Linked DNA regions of Mus musculus: region 1 is linked to region 2. Evidence: chromatin contacts called from public Hi-C data. All regions are on one chromosome and are shown on one strand. The core of a region is the stretch at or near the end of the contact, and the rest is flanking DNA. Distances in the headings are between cores, read along the strand shown. Region 1 overlaps Hacl1 (2-hydroxyacyl-CoA lyase 1). Region 2 overlaps Sh3bp5 (SH3-domain binding protein 5 (BTK-associated)).

Region 1 (5,908 bases), core at 553-3,052, 230 kb before region 2:
AACCCTGTCCCAAAAAACCAAAAAACAAAAAACAAAAAAAAAGAATGGTGGTACCTGCCCTCACTAGCCGGGCAGTAAACTGTCGGTTATTGTTGCATTGACTGTTGAGGCTATTGTCACTGGCTGATAGAGCTGCAGTTTCTTTAGTAATAAGAGGCCTGGAGTTCAGCTAGCTCACCCAAGGTGCCTGAAACTCCTGAGGTGGAGCAGAGGAAGGATGGGAACCAGGACATTTGTGTTACGTACTGCTGCTAGACAGAGCTGTGCTGGAAAAAGAAAAAGTATGCCTCGTGGGTCAGCTTCAATTTTTTGCAGATAATCTTGGGAGATTCTTTGTTTCTAGAAGCTTAAAGATTTTTAATTTTGCCGTCTTACAACTTGCTTTTCAGTGTCCCTCCAATGTGCCTCTTGCCAAACTCGCATTATGAGCAGGTCATGACTGCATTTGGAGGCAAAGGGTATTTTGTACGAACACCAGAAGAGCTCCAACACTCGCTGAGGCAGGCTCTGCAAGACACAAGTAAACCCTGCCTTCTCAACATTATGATTGAGCCACAAAGTACGCGCAAGGCCCAGGTAGGTTCCGTTGCTAAACAGAGGACAAGAATGTATATTCTCTCAGGACTCCTTCCTGAAAGGCGAGCCCACCACAGTCCAGAGTTCCGCCTAAGTCTGTGTCTGAGTTTGGCAGCTTTGTTTGCTTATTCAACTAAATATTTGTTGAGATGTTGCTATGTGTGTTGTTTTGAGTAAGGGGTAAGCAAACCTAGGCTGTCCTCATCCCACAGAGCTTACAGTAGCAGGGGACGTGGACAGTAGGCTACCTCACAACTCCGTGCTACATGACAGAGCACGGTGACCAGCTATAAGTGAAGAAACACATTGTTGTTATAGGAAATCTCATTGGTAGTAGTGCTTGAACTGCAATCAGTGATGACTTAGCAGAGATGGGGTGGAAAGGGGTCCAGGGCTCTGTGTCAAGAGGCAGCCGGCCAGTTGGAGGAGCTGTAGGAAAACCAAGTACAGTGAGCACTGTGTAGATGAATCTGCAGCCAGTGGTGTGTGCAGCCAGTGGTGTGTGCAGCCAGTGGTGAGTGCAGCCAGTGGTGTGTGCAGCCAGTGGTGAGTGCAGCCAGTGGTGAGTGCAGCCAGTGGTGAGTGCAGCCAGTGGTGAGTGCAGCCAGTGGTGAGTGCAGCCAGTGGTGAGTGCAGCCAGTGATATGTGCAGCCAGTGGTGAGTGCAGCCAGTGGTGAGTGCAGCCAGTGGTGAGTGCAGCCAGTGGTGTGTGCAGCCAGTGGTGAGTGCAGCCAGTGGTGAGTGCAGCCAGTGGTGTGTGCAGCCAGTGGTGTGTGCAGCCAATGGATCTATGCAATTGCAGTCAACTTAGTCCCTGTAACCTCTAATGGGTATTGATGCAGTAGCCACAGTAGTGAGATAAATGTCAAAGTGTGCCATGTGATGTCGCCTTCCATCTTAGAGTACGCTGATTTTCATTTTTAATCTGTGTACTGTGGACCTTCTGCCTGCTTGTGCTTACATACCTGTCTTCCATGAGTCTACTCTTCAGAGCGGAAATCTACTCAATTATTCGTCCCCGCCCCAGCATGTGTGTATATATGTGGTCTATGAGCACGTGTGTTCACATATGTGGGTGAACATGTGTGCAGTGAGTACGTAAGCCAGAAGCTGAAATCAGATGTCTGCCTCAATTGTCTTTCACTTTCTCATTTACTGAGCCAGGATCTCTTCCTAAACCCAGAACTCACCCCAGAGGGAACCTCAACTTCCCCTCCCAAGCTCTGAGGTCACATGTGTTTATATTGGGGTGCCAGGAGTCTGAACCCCAATCCTTATGCTTGCCAGCAAGCACTTTGTCCACAAAGCCATCTTTCTAGTCCCTCTCTCTTGGTTCTTATGAGCAGATACTTGAGCAATCAATAAAATATACAGCAACGAATTTGGAAACTGTCAGATATATAGAATTCTGCTGAGAGTCTGCTTGTGTACAGGCAGACATGGGAGACCTCGGAATTTACATGAGAGCAGAGAAAAGATGCTCAGCATAGCACCTGCCAGCCATGCAGACAGACAGAGTAGGTCGGGAGGGAACGAGCGGTGGCATTGGCAGGGATCCTCCCAGTCCCTTAAATATCTGCTTCAACATCTGATCTACAGCTTCCTATGAACTGCATTTGCATATTTTGGAGAAGTAGAAATTATCACTGCCATTTGTAATTCTGTAGGATTATCCCTATATGAAATACTTTAACATTTTTTATCTTTGTTCCAATGGGATTCTAACATAGTTTCATCTCCAAGCTGTTATTCTTTTATTGAATGTTTGTCTGTCAGTGTTCACCATTGAGTCACAGTGGCTGGCTGCTTCCCGCTTTCTGCAGGAATATCTAAGTCTCTCTAGTAACCTGCGTCTGGGCCTAGTGGGGAAGGCAGTCTTAGTGAACTGGTCTCACTAATTACTTTTCAGCTCTTTTTGACTAGACCAAACACAAACCTTCTTTCACCACCATTGTATAGTTCTTCTATATATTGTATAGTCCTTAAAGTGATTACAGTGAGGATACAGTGTAATGTGGCCATTGCTTCTGCCTCAATGCTGTCTTTTTTTCCTCTAGGATTTTCACTGGCTCACCCGTTCTAACATGTGAATAAACTACTTGATGGTTATGAGGAATTTTCTCTTTCCCGCAAGGTAGAATTTACTTTTCATAGCAAAATTACCATAGTGCTAAAATTGTATTTAAAAATACACTTTAAATTGTATTTTATAGTAAAGAAATTGACTAAAGCCAGACATTTGTTATAACTTTGGTTTTGTTTTGTTTTTTATTGTGCATTGATGTTCTGCGTGCGTATATTCAAGTGTGAGTGTGTCAGATCCCCTGGAACTGAAGTTACAGACAGTGGTGAGCTGCCATGCAGGAAATTGAACCCGGGTTCTCTTAAAGAGCAGACAACGCTCTTAACCACTAAGCCCCCATGATTTTGGATCTAAAGGCTTGTGGTATGTGGTAAAGGCTTGGTCAGAAGCTCCTGGCACTTTGGACGGTGGAGTGAGGTCACTGGGGACTAGCTCCCAGCGTGATGCCACTCCTCAAGCCCACATCCCCTGGGCTGAGCAAGCCCTTTCATGAGCCCCTGTCATGATGGACAAAAGGGCGAAGTGACCATGGACTGGCACGTCCACCACTGAGCGAGGGCTGCAGAGACGACTCCACAGTTAAGAGCACAAACTACTCTTGCAGAAGATGTGAGTTTGGTTCTTAGCAACAGTGAGTGATTCACAACTGCCTGTAATTGCAACTCCAGGGACTGGGGGGGGGGGGAGGGATTTAATGCCTTCAGCTTCCTTTGGCTACATTCTCATGCGTACACCTGCACACAGTTGCAAATATACACACAATTTAAAATAAAATGAAGCTTAAAGGCTATTAACCAAAATAAATATTTCTTCCTTTTAAATTGATTTTCCCCAGTACTTTGTCAAGGAATGGAGATTGACTAACAGTATCCTACCACATAAATAGCCAAATACCAGCATTGGAGAAAGACATAAAAGCTGTATAAATGATGCAGCATCCAGCATCCCGAGAGCACCTCTCTGCCGCAGAGTGTAAACTCAGTCTATTCTGTATTTTATTTTTGAAGACTTGGGTCTAATCTCAGTTGTTGTGGAACTTGCCCTATATATACTTGAATGTTTTTCCTGGAAAGGACTCACTGATCCAGAGAAGTCACACCACCTCCATACTAACCCCTGTAGATTAGCTACTTCGTGTAGGCATACCACACTGAGACCCAGGAAGTCATCCATGGTTTATTATCATGTGTTGTGTAAGAAAATTTTGGTCATTGACAGGCCACACAATGATAGTGTTGCCTTACAATTATAAGGGAGCTAAAAAGTTTCCCTCACCAGCTTGAGTTACACTGAGAGCTCAAGGTGAGCTGAGCTGCTTATGGAGAGACTGTCCCCCAAAAAAAAATAAAAAATAAAAAAGTGAGGCTGGAGATTTGGCTCAAGTAGGTCACTTGTCTTGAACACTCCAAGCCTGAGTTTAATATCCTTAGCACCACCAATAAATAGAGAAATAAATAATTGAAGAGAAAGAAATCAGGCAAATGATTTAGAGTGTAAAAGCGCTCTTGCAGAGCCTGATCTCTTAAAACCTACAGAAATGTAGATAAGGGGGAACCAAGACTACAAAGTTGACCTCTGAACTCTACACTTTGGCTGTAGCACACACCCACACCCACATATGTGCATGCACTCACACACAAGTAAAAGTTTTTAAAGACAGAGTTGTGGCATAAGGTTGTGCACCCAAACTGGGTTTACACAACTATGGGAAAACGACAAGCAATATTGCTTGGAACTTCAGGATTTTAACCCGGGTTTCACTTAATGCAACATAGTAATGGAAGTATTTTTATGTCGTTTTTGTCTCCTGGGAAATATTAAAAGTGAGTCAGGTAGTGGTGGCATATGATTTTAATCCTAGCACTCAGGATGCAGATAGCCAGATCTTTGTGAGTTCAAGGCCAGCCTGGTCTACAGAGCAAGTTCCAGGACAGCCAGAGCTATACAGAAGAACCCTGTCTCGGAAAACAAAACAAAACAAAACAACAACAACAAAAAAACAAAGATAGATAGATCAATCAATCAATAAATGCCCAACAACAACAAAAAGAAAATATTGAAAGTGTTTTTGCAGTTGCTGGGAATTGAATCTAAGGCTTTGTACATGCTAAGCAAAGAGTCTTATTTTTTTAACCTATCTTTCTAGCTAAAAGTAAACATTTTTAAAAAATCAGAACTGTATTTTAAGATATTAGAATAGGAGGCTGGAGAGATGGCTCAGAGGTAATTTCTCCCAGTTGAGTTCCCAGCCCCCACATAGAGGCTCACAACTGCCTCTAACTCCAGTTCAGGGGATCCACTGCCCTCTGCTGGCCTTCCAGGAACCAGGCATACCCATTGTACACATAGATAAACGCAGGCACTCAATCATAACAACAAAGACGACGACGACGACGACTAGAACTAAAATATTAGAAGTGGATGTACCTGTTATTTTTGCATTTTTTTCATGAATCAGAGCACAAGGCTTTATATCAAAATTCAGCATATAAACATTACACTAGATTTGTCTGCATTGGCTGAGTTGTAGCATAAGAGACCACCTCTGTGTGGGAAGTTTCTAGCTCTAGATGAGAACCCGGAAGAGTTTTGCAGTGAGCAGTGTACGGCTCTCACAGGGCCCTGATCCAAGCCCAAACTGCGCAGGAGGAATCGCAGAGGAGCATTTAACTTAGATAGCCCACATGATCTCGGTAATTGCCTCCGCCCATGGACACCTGCCTGACGGCCAAATGTAATACAAAGTTTTGACACAGATTATGTGGCGGGCTTAATATTTTTAAGTTGAACTGTATTACTCTAGCTAGATATTATTAGGGATAAATGCCCCCTTTTCTAACTGTGTTATCCTTATAAGAAGAAAAAAATGTTGGCTGGTTAATAGTGTGGCCAGCAGAGGTCAGCCCAGATCAATCCAAGAACGCCATACCTGATCATCTACTCCCAGCTTATTTTGTAAAACAACCTTGTAGTTAGTTTTATCATAGGAGTTACTTCTCAGAAGGGTGAAATATGAGAAATTCTCTCTAGTTGTATGTATCGTAATCCCAGGACTCAGGAGGATAGACCATTAGAGTCTTAAATTTGAGGTTGGCCTGAACTACACAGTAAGACCCTTTGTCTCAAAAACCAAAGCTCCTTTAATATGAATCGGTTTGTTAATGATCAAAATCATAAATAATGTTTAGCATGGTAGCACACCCCTTCCATCTGCACCCAGGGAAGCAGAGGCAGGCAGACTTCTCTGA
Region 2 (5,805 bases), core at 2,531-5,030:
TCCCACCAGAACTCTACCTTTCTCTTAATGGTGGTGTTTTTCATACTTCAAACTCTAATATGAAAGCCAGGCGGTGGTGGCGCATGCCTTTAATCCCAGCACTCGGGAGGCAGAGGTAGGCAGATTTCTGAGTTCGAAGCCAGCCTGGTCTACAAAGTGAGTTCCAGGACAGCCAGGGCTATACAGAGAAACCCGATCTCGAGAAAACCAAAACCAAAACCAAAACCAACCCTCTAATATGAACAACTTTGTTTTAAATGTAAAGTCTGACCCTTATGCATGCTGGGCTTTTCTGTGCCTAGCTAATCTGAGGACTTTGGGGAAAGACTGCCCCGCTGGCTTTTCTGCTGTTGTGCCTAATTTTGATGCTTGTTTTAGTCTTGATGTTCTTTTAGTTAGGTAGCTCTTGGGCTTTTTGGCCATTTGCTTGTCCATCAGGCTGGCCCCAGGGCTCCCACAAGTTCTACATGCCTGAGCAGAAAAAAAGTAGGTATAGGTTGAATCTGAGTATTTCAAAATTTTCTCAAGATTTTTTTTTTTCTTCTATTTTCTTTCCCAGTCACTGTCATAGCCACCTTGGGTTTGTTATCTGACAGGCTTTTCCAGAACAGATCAGGAAGAAAGCAGATCCTATTTTATTGAAATTTAATCTGTCTTCCTATTGATTTACTCAGGGACTTCTTTTTTAAAATGAAATGAGTGTACACAGTATAAGTCAGGAGCTGTTCTGGGCCTGACCTGGCTTGTCTCTGCTGTTGTTTGGAAGGTCATGGAGGCCGAGCAGACCAAGACAAGGAGTGAGCTAGTACACAAGGAGACGGCAGCCAGGTACAACGCTGCCATGGGTCGCATGCGCCAGCTGGAGAAGAAACTCAAGCGAGCCATCAACAAGTCCAAGTAAGTCCGGCTCTTCTGCGGCTGCTCCTTTTATGTACTCCCACGGGGGACTGTCGAGCAAGTGCTTTTATGTAGGCCCTGGAGTTCCCTGCTCAGCGAGCTGTCCCCCAGTAGTAGTCTGCATCTGCTCTGCAGGTTGCTTTGTTTGGTGTGAGCACCTGGAGCCTTAACGTCCCTGGTGCCCTCTGTCCACTTCTCTCACACCATGCTCACTCATCACTAACAAGGTTAAGGAAACAGACTTTCTGTGGTCACATTCTGCCAACGTTTCCATGTTATTGTTTTGTTTGGTGACACTTGTCTGCCTACATACCACTCCTTGTCCCCATGGAATGACTTCAGGGCTCCAGGGGGCTCACTCTGTCTTCCTGTCGCTTTGATGACACTCTGCCCTGTTCTCCCTCTTTGGCATCCATGTTTACATCTTTCACCTGGACATCTCATACATCTACCACATATTCTGTACACCAGTGCTGGCCACTAAAGGGAGCTTATGCCCAAGCTTCAGATTTTCCTTACATAGCAGAGGGGTCCTGCAAGGTGTTGCCATTAGCAATTACAGACGCAGGACTTAGGAATTTGATGGAGGAGAAACAGCTCAGACACCAAAGCTGCTACAAAGTACCAGTTCTTCTGTCTGACCCAGAGTGCATGGCACTTATCATTTTCCTTGCCTGTAACCTAGTCTACTAGTTGTCTAGCCTAGTCTACTAGTTGTCTAGCCTTGGTTACTGTACAGGAGGGCTGATTTGAAGTTGAAGAAACAGCGGTCCTGCTAGGCCCAGCTGTCAGGGAGTGGCGTTGCTTTCTTCCATAGTTGGTCTCAGCAGAGGGAGTATTTTAAGCAGCCTGTTTCTCAGCCCCAGTAGGCCAAAGCAGCCACCCTACAGAGCAAAACAAGCCAGGGAATAAAGTTTCCAAAATCTTGAGACGGGCTTCCTTGGATTAGCCAACAGCTCTGCTGGTGGCCTATATGCTGAATGGCCTGACTAGCTGTAATGGATGGATCTAGAATTCATGAGATCATATTCTTACAGGGTTTTTTTTATTTTTTTCTGTCTTCTACAGGCCTTATTTTGAGCTAAAGGCAAAGTACTACGTGCAGCTTGAGGTATGTGTGACCTTGTATTTGTCACTAATATTTTGTTCCCCACCCCTCCTCAAATTCAAAATTCAACTTTAACGTGGTACTAGGCCTTAAATGTCCTGCTGTGAGGGGAGAATGGAGAAACATAGTTCTAGACTTCAGTTCTCAACATGGTCTTGGGTGTTGCGTGTTGTCCAGCGCTATCAGCATTTGCGCGCTCTCAACTGCTTGTTGTATTGTGCCAGCCTTTATTAGGTCTCAGTGTGAGTGCCCAAGACAAGCTGCCCTAAGAACATTCTGGTAGAGTACCCAGGCTCCCCACCCTATGTCAGAACCTATCTGCATTGTAAATGACCCTACAAGTGATTCAGATATGGGCCAGGAACTTCTATCAGGAACCAAGTGAGGAGGCTGCAGGACTTAATGTGTCTACCATTCCTCCCATGAGGGCTGCATTCTATTAGTGACCATCTGCATATTCTCGTCTGTCTTATGGCCTGGTGTGGAGATGAAAGAGATGCTCTTCACATTGAATGGGGAGCCATGAGTGAAAGTCACTGGATCCTTCTCTAGTCAATTATCTTGGGTGTGTCAAGAAGTTCTTTTGTGTTGTAATCATGTGTCACCCCCTCCATCAGTGGGGACATCCAGGGCCACGTTGGCTTACCAAGTCCCCCATCTTCCAATTCAGCAACTGAAGAAGACGGTGGATGACCTTCAGGCCAAGCTGGCCCTGGCAAAGGGCGAGTACAAGGCAGCCCTGAAGAGCCTGGAGAGGATCTCAGATGAGATACACGAGCGGCGGCGTTCCAATGCCATGGGGCCCCGGGGCTGTGGCGTGGGGGCAGAGGGCAGCATCGCCTCAGTGGAGAACCTGCCTGTAAGCAAACCTGAGCCTGACGCCATTTCTGGTAAGTCTGACCAGCAGGGATCAGTGTGTGTGATCTGCTTTCTTTGCCCATCACAGATGAATGTGAGCGCTGGGCAGCCTACAGGCTGTTTTGGTGGTTTCTCATGTATTGTGGGACGCTGTGCTCATTTGATTGCTACTGAGTATTAGCGTTCTGTGGTCCAGTAAGATTGGGAAATGTTCTACCTCTCCCCGTCTCAGGCAGTCTAAGTACACAGGAGAGCATTCAAGCCTTTAAGGAGTTCTGAGGAAAGGTGTAATAGGGACTTGGGATCCAGATTTGATTCAGTTCCCATTTCACCAATGATGGGGGACAGAGGGGCCTTGATGTGTTTGCTGTGTCAGCTGCATGAGGGTCTACTCTGCTACACAGGGTGCTGAGGAGATACCTGGCAGCTCTCCCTAGGGTCTGAGCACACGGGTCTCCTCTGCTCAGGGATATCCTGTGCAGAAATGATAGGATTGACCTAGCTTCCGTTAATCAAGAAAACTACTGACAAGAACACTACCTCATAGCTCTCCCTTTCCTGTGTGCTTAGGCTTCCTCCTCAGCAACTCTTTTTTTTTCTTTTCCTTATTACTATTATTTAAGAAAAATAATTTGTATCTTTCCCACATGAATCTATGTATACCACATAATTGCCTGCTATCAGAAGAGGACACTGGGTCTTGTGGAATTAGTTATTAGCTGCCATGTAAGTGCTGGAAATCAATCCTGGGTCCTCTAGAAGAGCATCTCTGGCCCCACCAAGTGTTAAAGGCCATCAACAAATGCTGAATTGCCAGTTTGAAGGGAAATGAAACTAAAATGTAACCAATGCCTATGTACTGAGTTACTTTACATATTACCTCATTAATCCTGTGCACAGAGCATCCCGAAGCTGGGCAGTCAAGTGACTTACAAGGCCACACAGTCAGCAGTGGCGTTAGGATATGAGTTCAGATCTGGACCCATTTCCTAGCACAGCACTTGTATCAATCCACTCTGGAACGCTAGGCCATGTTTAAACAGTCACAGGCACAATGGGAACTGGGAAGGATCTTAAAAGTGATAGTGCAGGCTGAAGAGGCTTTGAAAACAAGAATGGCCTGTCTCTGAGCCTCGGTTATTCTGTCCACAAACTCAGAGTCAGTTAGAGTACTGGAAAGGAGCACTGTACTTTGTAGCGTGTCTGTTGAGATCAGAAGTTATCAGACATCCCACCCCGGCCTGCCCCTCCTTCCAGCAGCTCTTGCTGCTTCCGTCTTCCTTCTGCCTAGTATAGGCTACATTACAAAGGGCTAGTCTGAATTTACCTTCCCCTTTCCTTCGGCGCTGGGGATGGAACTCAGGCCTTTGTATATGCTGGACAAGCCGCTTCCTTTCAAACTGTTCTGGAGGCTGGTCAGACAGGTTCAGGTGCGATGCAGGTCCTGCAGACTCCATGTTGTGTGAGCATGTCCAGCAGAGAGCATGTCTGCAGGCATTTAAGGGACTGGGCTACTACCTGGCAGATCCCATGTGATTGATGTCCTCTCTCATCACAGTGGCATCAGAAGCCTTTGAAGATGACAACTGCAGCAACTTGGTGTCTGAAGATGACTCGGAAACCCAGTCTGTGTCCAGCTTTAGTTCGGGACCGACGAGTCCGTCTGAAATGCCTGATCAGTTCCCTGCAGTGGCAAGGCCTGGCAGTCTGGATCTGCCTAGCCCTGTGTCCCTGTCAGAATTTGGGATGATGTTCCCAATACTGGGTCCTCGAAGTGAATGCAGTGGGGCCTCCTCCCCTGAATGTGAGGTTGAACGAGGTAGGTTGCAGCTCAACTTGTGCACTGTCCATACCTTTGCCAGGTCTCAGGGGCCCTGAGAACATACAGTGGGATGGATCACTCAGATTACTTTCAAGGGCACTTCTACAGTCCTGGCCAACTTCAACCAAGCAGAACTTAGGTCCCATGTCTCCCCTAAGAACAATCCTCTCGGCAAGTTCCTGTTGGAGAGGTTCGCTTCCTAGCTACAAAATGACAATGGTACATCTCATCTCTAAAGAACAGATTAGTGAGTGCATGTAGTGTGCCACCCAGTGCTGGAGAACCTCTGAGATGTATGGTGGACAGCAGGAATGGCAGAGGGCTCAGGTGGCCGATGCTGGTGCCTATGGAACTCTTGAAACTGACCACCCCCATTTGGCAATCTTTGTATCTCTGCAGGAGACAGAGCAGAAGGGGCCGAGAATAAAATGAGTGACAAAGCCAACAACAACCGTGTTCTCGGCAGCACCAACGGTGGCAGTGGCAGGAGCAGGAGCCAAAGCAGCACGTCCCTTGAGAGCCAGGCCTTGGAAACCCGGATGAAGCAGCTCTCCCTACAGTGCTCAAAAGGAAGAGATGGAATTATTGCTGACATAAAAATGGTGCAGATTGGCTGATCCACCCAAGGGCTATGGCCTATGTGCAGATCATATTTATACATGAAATTCAAGAACATTGTGCCAATAATCATTTAACATAAGCCAAATAGTATGCATTTACTCTAAACTGCACTAACCAAGTTTCAGTGACCTTGAGGGCTAAACATTTTCCCTCTGGTAAGAGCTCTTGGGCTGGTGTGCTTTTCAGAGCAGAGCCATTGCAGGTAAACCGTGACCAGGGAGGGTCACGGTCTTTGCAGAGCATTCCCTGTAGCGGCAGCGTGGAAGCAATAACTAGTTTCTGAGAAAGAACCTGCAGGGCCAGGAGGAGAGCTGGACACTTAGCCAGACTGGGGTCACCAGCCTTCATCTCTATCCCCACTTCCTCTTCTTCTTGGGGAAACAGATGTTCTCTCCATTACATCACAGGGCACCAAGATAATTTTAAAAATCACACACACACACACACACAAACTCAAGTGTTCAGAACACACTGCTGTAACTACAGTGCAGGAACACAG

What was found. Hi-C and Micro-C count contacts between places; a contact is called where the count stands out from the background.
Region 1: a contact with region 2 is called in a Hi-C map of bone marrow-derived macrophages, with 3 times the contacts expected there. The contact joins two enhancer-like sites. A contact is called at or near these places in 1 of 39 promoter capture datasets (the C10 cell line), 2 of 15 datasets of contacts at CTCF or cohesin (large pre-B cells and pro-B cells), 51 of 484 Hi-C or Micro-C datasets (the AML12 cell line, B cells, the Ba/F3 cell line and 36 more), 3 of 115 datasets of contacts at active chromatin or transcription factors (CD8 T cells, bone marrow-derived dendritic cells and large pre-B cells) and 3 of 9 other capture datasets (adipose tissue, embryonic stem cells and liver).

The regions. Positions count from the first base shown.
Region 1 is chr14:31,604,770-31,610,677 of GRCm38.p6, reverse strand. Hacl1 (2-hydroxyacyl-CoA lyase 1) reads left to right here. Exons shown (of 17, transcript NM_019975.3): 16 at 390-576; 17 at 2,635-3,452. The coding sequence ends at 2,667. Among named protein-coding and RNA genes, the nearest start is that of Colq, 30 kb to the right of the region's middle. Within about 2 kb of position 1,802, at least 2 of the 459 cell types and tissues checked have an H3K27ac peak or open chromatin away from gene starts, as enhancers often do. A contact at or near this core is called in bone marrow-derived macrophages, where this site is marked.
Region 2 is chr14:31,374,481-31,380,285 of GRCm38.p6, reverse strand. It overlaps Sh3bp5 (SH3-domain binding protein 5 (BTK-associated)), which reads left to right. Exons shown (of 9, transcript NM_011894.3): 5 at 767-897; 6 at 1,966-2,008; 7 at 2,676-2,895; 8 at 4,422-4,682; 9 at 5,085-5,805. The coding sequence ends at 5,302. Among named protein-coding and RNA genes, the nearest start is that of Capn7, 41 kb to the right of the region's middle. Within about 2 kb of position 3,780, at least 11 of the 459 cell types and tissues checked have an H3K27ac peak or open chromatin away from gene starts, as enhancers often do. A contact at or near this core is called in bone marrow-derived macrophages, where this site is marked.